2 separate regions of the Macaca mulatta genome follow, and region 2 is linked to region 1. Evidence: chromatin contacts called from public Hi-C data. All regions are on one chromosome and are shown on one strand. The core of a region is the stretch at or near the end of the contact, and the rest is flanking DNA. Distances in the headings are between cores, read along the strand shown.

Region 1 (3,339 bases), core at 256-2,755:
AACCGCAGGTCTCCCAACTTTCACATATTTTCCTCTTCCTTTAATTTTCCCCGTTTTTCGTGAATTCCTGTATATCCTTCATATCCCAGCTAAGAGGCCATTGTACTATGAAAACTATGACACTTCCAAAAGCGGTACCTTGTCTTAGGTTTTTTGTTTGTTTGTTTTGAGATGGAGTCTCGCTCTGTCACCCAGGCTGGAGTGCGGTGGCACCATCTCGGCTCACTGCAAGCTCCGCCTCCCGGGTTCACACCATTCTCCAGCCTCAGCCTCCCGAGTAGCTGGGACCACTGGCGCCCGCCACCACGCCCGGCTAATTTTTTTATTTTTAGTAGAGACGGGATTTCACTGTGTTAGCCAGGATGGTCTCGATCTCCTGACCTCGTGATCCGCCCGCCTCGGCCTCCCAAAGTGTTGGGATTACAGGCGTGAGCCACCGCGCCCGGCCCCCAGGATCTTTAACTTCAAGACCAGTTATCTGTCTATATTTCTAGTGTCAACTAATCCATAAGCTCCTCGCACACCAGGTATGTGTCTTGATTATCATCTGCTTGAGCGCAGTACCAATGCCCAGCACACACTTTTGAAGGAAAGAAAGCACAGAGCTGACCAAGTCATTCCTCCTTAGAAGTCTCTAATATTAAAGTTGAAACCACTTACTCTGAGAGTCACAGCAGGTATGCTCTGGTCGCAATCTCCTTTTCTGGCCTTAGCTCCGGCTTCCCCATCCCACCCTAGCCGCAATGCTGTTGCCTGGTGAATCTGTGTACTTGCACATCGCCAGACCTGTATTCCTGCAGCGCCCTGACCCAGGACGCCTCTCCTCTCCCAGCCTGAGATTCCCACGCTTCCCTGGAAGCGCCCGCCAGGCAGCTCTGTTAGGGCATTTACAGTAATAACCGTTTACATTTATACAAGGCCTCCCAGTTCAAAACCACTGCCATCCGTTTCTGATGCGTCCCCCACCACTGAACATAGGTGTCACACAGGCGCAGTCAGGGCGGCAGGGTGCGTGGAGCGGTTTATCCCGCAACCCCGGCGGCCCTGGCAGGGATGGAAGCGCAGGCGGCCCACGCGGACTCGGCCCAGCGCTCCCGGCCCTAGAGGACGCACTGTCCGCCGGTAGGGGCGTGCCCAAGACGCCATGCTCAGGGAGAGGTTGGGCACCCGCCGGCCCGCCCCGACTCCGGATCAGCGGTCTCCGCTGCGTGCGTCTTCCTCTTCCAGTGGGCCTGGGTTGAGCCTTTTAGCGCATGCTCCAAGTCCTCCGGTGTCCCACAATGCCTTGCGGCCGGTTTCGCCCTCGGTCCTGGCAACTGTCGCGTAACCACCCATGAAAGCGTCGACGCTTCGCCGTGCGAGAGCAGCTCCGGAGCAAATTTGTCCCTCTGCGCGATCCGGAACTCCGAGGTCGTTGCTAGGCGCCGACGTTCGCTTCTTCACATCGGATTGGGTCCCACGCAAAGATGAGGCGGGGTTTCGCCGTGGCGCGCATGCGTGCAGCAAAGAATGGAGGAGTCGGAACCCGAACGGAAGGTAGGAGAGAGGCGAGGCTCCTCGCGGGTGAGAGCGGGCGTGAAGTGGGGAGCAGGCCGTGCCTGACTTACGTGTGCTTGCAGCGGGCTCGCACCGACGAGGTGCCTGCCGGAGGAAGCCGCTCCGAGGCGGAGGATGAGGACGACGAGGACTACGTGCCCTATGTGCCGTTACGGCAGCGCCGGCAGCTACTGGTGAGGGGCCCGCGTCCGGGGAGGGATGGGGCCGTGACCGCCGGTCGTAGGGAGGGCAGTCTGAGGAGTGAGCTTCAGTACACCGGGGCGCGGCCCCCAGACAAACGAGGGACCGACGGCCTGATCTGAGGGGTAGGGCGGTTCTGCGCCTCGGGCACAGGATCCTCGTCCCAAAGCCAGGATCCTGACGCTGGCCCTGTGGACCCCATTCCCATTCTATCTGTGGGGCCCGGGTGGAACCTCAGCTCCAGAAGCTGCTGCAGCGAAGACGGAAGGGAGCTGCGGAGGAAGAGCAGCAGGACAGCGGTAGTGAACCCCGGGGAGATGAGGACGACATCCCGCTAGGCCCTCAGTCCAACGTCAGCCTCCTGGATCAGCACCAGCACCTTAAAGAGAAGGCTGAAGGTGGGCTGGGCAGCACTGCCGGGGCGGGAAAGGAGAAGCCGAGCCTGGCGCACCGTGTTGGTATCTGTCTGACATCTTCCACTTCTTTTCTCAGCCCGCAAAGAGTCTGCCAAGGAGAAGCAGCTGAAGGAAGAAGAGAAGATCCTGGAGAGTGTGGCTGAGGGCCGAGGTATGGTTGTAGCCAGGATAGTGAGAAGGTAGACTGAGTCTCCTCTTCCCAGCCCCAGGCATGTTATATCTCAAGGGATCTGGCTTCTCAGAAGTAGGAGCCAGTCCTGAGCCATGTCTTTCTCCTCAGCATTGATGTCAGTGAAGGAGATGGCCAAGGGCATCACATATGATGACCCCATCAAAACCAGGTATGTTTGTACAGTCTGCAGTTGCCCTTGCTTAGGATGGTACATGCAGGGTTGCTCCCAGGCCAGCTGTTCCCAGAGCTCTCTTGATCCCTGTTACCCATCCACAGCTGGACTCCGCCCCGTTATGTCCTGAGCATGTCTGAAGAGCGACATGAGCGCGTGCGGAAGAAATACCACATCCTGGTGGAGGGAGACGGTATTCCACCACCCATCAAGAGCTTCAAGGAAATGAAGTTTCCTGCAGGTAGTCAGGGAGCGGAGAGAGATCCCACACTTTTATAATCAAATGCCTGTGAGGTTATGTCCGAGCCCACCCTGAGTTCAGCCACATCTGCACTGGATCCAGTCACTGGGGCTGGAGGGATTTGAGGAGAAGTTTCTTTAGGTTCCTTGTTGCCCCAGCTGTACATGTTCATTGTTCTCTGCTGTTACGAAGCTTCAGGAGGAAAGTGCCATTGGGCATAGGCACTGGGTACAAGTCCTGGCTGCACCTAGCCTGTGGGCCTTGGACAAGTCTCTTTTTTGTTTTTTTTTTTCCTCCCTCTCTCTCTCTTGCTCTGAGCCTCAGTTTCATCATCTGCAACTTGTAGGGATAGTGCCAGTTTTACAGGCTTTGGGGCTCTGAGAAAGTACCTGTGAGTCACAAGGACGATGTCTGTTGGTTTTCACAGCCATCCTGAGAGGCCTGAAGAAGAAAGGCATTCACCACCCAACACCCATTCAGATCCAGGGCATCCCCACCATGTGAGTGTGGACTGTGGACCTGGGGTCCTTGAGGAGGGCGGGAACGGGGAGGAGCAATGGCTAGGTGTCCTTCATCTTCTGTTGAAATTGGCTCTCGGGTC
Region 2 (3,254 bases), core at 714-3,213, 83 kb before region 1:
TATACAAAGAGCTCAGTCATTGTGTCCTGGATACCCACTAGAAACCCAGCGTTCTTAGGAGACACAAAATCTAACACGATCCTCTCACACCCACAGCACCACCAGTCCCCCAGTCCTCACCAAAGGATGAAGGCTGAAAGCTGCAAGTCTCATATAGGCCCACTTATCAGCATGCCTCCAACAGAGGGAGAACTTGGGGAACTGGAGTGAAGACAGACCTGGTGCTCTCCAGGGGTATGTGAGGTGAAACTGAATCTGCCCTTGGAGGCATACAAAGGATGAAGGCTGAAAGCTGCAACTCCCATGTGGGCCCACTTACCAGCATGCCTCCAGCAAACAGGGAGAACTTGGTGGAATTGGAGTGAAGACAGATCTGGTGCTCGCCAGGGGTATGGGAGGTGAAAGTGAACCTGCCCTCGGAGCCATACTGCCGGGCCAGGATGACCTGGAGGAAGGGAAAAAGCTTCAGTCAGTGTTATGGTAGGGATGGGAATGGAGGAAAACAGTGCTTAAGACTCTAAGTACCGCAAAAGTTGACAAGCACAGCCTCTGGCACCTCACAACACTAAAAGATCCAAAGCTGCTCAGCAGCTCTTGCCATATACTTGTCTGAGAACTCTCTGGGGCAGGTGTTTAGAGTCTGAGAGACTGACATCAGGGTGGCAAGTGACTGACTGCTCTTGGGAAAGGCTTTCCTTTATAGTTCATGCCCTTTCAACTCTTCTGGTGTGAGTTGCTTTTTGGGTTTTTGTTTTTGTTTTTGAGACAGTCTCACTCTGTTGTCCCAGCTGGACTGCCATGGTGCTATCTCAGTTCACTGCAGCCTCAGCCTCCTGGGTTCAAGCGATTATAGTGCCTCAGCCTCCCAAGTATCTGGGATTACAGGTGTGTGCCACCACACCTGGCTTTTTTTTTTTTTTTTTTTTTTTTTTTGTATTTTTACCAGATACGGGATTTGCCAGACGGGGGTTGCCCAGGCTGGTCTTGAACTCCTAGCCTCAAGTGATCCACCCGCCTCAGCATCCCAAAGTGCTGGGATTACAGGCATGAGCCACCACACCCCCCGTGAGTTTGTTTTCTAATGAAAGTTGACAGAAGGTGACAGCTGAAGGATTTTGCCGTTCGTTTTCATATCCCCTTATTTGTGAAGATTAAAAGCAGCTCATTTTGTGGGGAAAGTATCACGTTCTGTGAAATCTTAAAGTCTAGATGGCTTTAAGAGTTGACAAAACTCTTTGATTTTTATCACCACAATTAATCCGCCCATTTCACAGACCGGGAAAATGGTTCCGGGAAGGTAAGTAACTTGGCAGGGTCATGCAACAGTCAGGATATTCCCACAACATCAACTGTCTCTCCCACTGCAGCAGATGCAGGAACTAGAAGAGGAAGTGCCAGAGCCTGCCTGGCTGAAAGCTTGATGGAAAGGAACGGGGGGGGGATTGGCTCACCTTGTCCTCTGGGTCCTTCACCTCCACAAACATGCCAAGCCCCGGGGTGGCCGGCTGGTACTCCTCCCGCTGCTTGTCATACAGCTGCGTCCGGTAGTTTCCTGGAGGGAAGTAGGGCGAGCCCAGGTCAGAGGAGCGCGAGGTGGCATGGGCTCCCCGACCGCCTGGGCACAGCGAGGCCATCTCCTCTCGGCTCTAGAGAGCTGACTGTCGCGCATCCCCTGCCCCAAGACCACGGTCACGTCCCAAACTCGCCCCTTCCTCCCCGCCCCCGCACCTATGACCATGGTCTCGTCCGGGATCTCCTCAATAAAGCACTTCTTCTCCGTCTCTCCGATGTGAAAGTAGAGCGCGCTTCCGCGCGTCGCCAACCACAGTAGCAGCAGAAGAGTCCGCATCACTCTGCCCAGCCCGGTTCCGGGCCAGGGCCGGACAACCAGCACGCCCAGCTCCACAGCCATCTTGCTCCACCAGCCTGCGCAGCCGCAACCGGCCGCGCCACGTCGCCCTGCCGCCGCCGCGGTGCCTGCCGGGACCGCGAGTTCCGCCGGTGGACCACAAATCCCGAGATGTCCTGCGACCCTGGCGCGGCAGTACCTGATTGGGGCGCGGCTCTTACCTGACAGAGAGCAGATGCCCTAGAATAAAAACTTATTTCAGTTGACTCTCTTCACGGCCTGGCAACTGACGATGGTTACCAGCTTTTTATAGATGAAACTGAGGTCGTTTGTTTGAGGTCGCGGAGCGAATTGCGAACGGGGACAGGATTCGAACCTAGGATCCCTGACTTTCCTTGGCACAGCATTTACCACTCTTGATTTGCTTCTACCTTTAAAAAATGAATTTAAAGAGAACGACGAAATAATGCACAAATGTATTATCAAACGAGATTAAAAGAAAAAAAAAAAGGTCTCCCATTACCACTTATTTGTCCTCATACCCTCTCAAGCATTTCTCCGACCACCAACACACACACACACACACACACACACACACACACACACACACACAGCCTCTGCTGCCGGATCCCGACTGCAATGACTCGTTACTATCAATTCTACAGAAATAGGATCATAAGAGAGTACTATGAGCAAATATAAGCCAACAAACTGGATAAAGTAGATGAAATAGACAAATTTATAGAAATGCAAAACTGACTCAGAGTAGATAACAGAATCCGAATAAACCTATAACTAGTGAGGAGATTGAATCAGTAATAAAAATCATTCTGGCCGGGCGCGGTGGCTCAAGCCTGTAATCCCAGCACTTTGGGAGGCCGAGACGGGTGGATCACGAGGTCAGGAGATCGAGACCATCCTGGCTAACACAGTGAGACCCCGTCTCTGCTAAAAAATACAAAAAAAACTAGCCGGGCGAGGTGGCGGGCGCCTGTAGTCCCCGCTACTCAGGAGGCTGAGGCAGGAGAATGGCGTATACCCGGAAGGCGGAGCTTGCAGTGAGCTGAGATCCGGCCACTGCACTCCAGCCTGGGCAACAGAGCGAGACTCCGCCTCAAAAAAAAAAAAAAAAAAATCATTCTTACTTAATATAGTTAAGATGTCAATACTACCCAAAGCAATCTACAGATTTAATGCAATCCCTATCAAAATCCCAATGACATTTTTGTAGAAACAGAGAAACTCATTCTCCAATTCATATACTCTCAAGGGATCTTGATTAGCCAAAACAATCCTAAAAAAGAAGAATAAAGCTGAAGAACTCACGTTTCCTCGTTTCTTTTTTTTTTTTTTTTTTTTTTTTTTGAGACGGAGTCTCACTCTGTCCCCCTTGCTGGAGTGCAGT

Evidence for each region. A called contact is a pair of places that touch in the nucleus more often than the background predicts.
Region 2: a Hi-C map of blood shows a contact between it and region 1, with 2.8 times the contacts expected there. The contact joins the promoter of TMED9 here to the promoter of DDX41 in region 1. A contact is called at or near these places in 2 of 14 Hi-C or Micro-C datasets (blood and fetal cortex germinal zone).

Annotation. Positions count from the first base shown.
Region 1 is chr6:186,499,663-186,503,001 of T2T-MMU8v2.0, reverse strand. DDX41 (DEAD-box helicase 41) reads left to right here and starts at 1,505. Exons shown (of 16, transcript XM_015141528.3): 1 at 1,505-1,536; 2 at 1,620-1,730; 3 at 1,976-2,135; 4 at 2,230-2,304; 5 at 2,434-2,494; 6 at 2,602-2,738; 7 at 3,166-3,238. The coding sequence starts at 1,510.
Region 2 is chr6:186,582,884-186,586,137 of T2T-MMU8v2.0, reverse strand. It overlaps TMED9 (transmembrane p24 trafficking protein 9), which reads right to left and starts at 1,963. Exons shown (of 5, transcript NM_001193984.2): 1 at 1,729-1,963; 2 at 1,452-1,552; 3 at 320-445. The coding sequence starts at 1,912.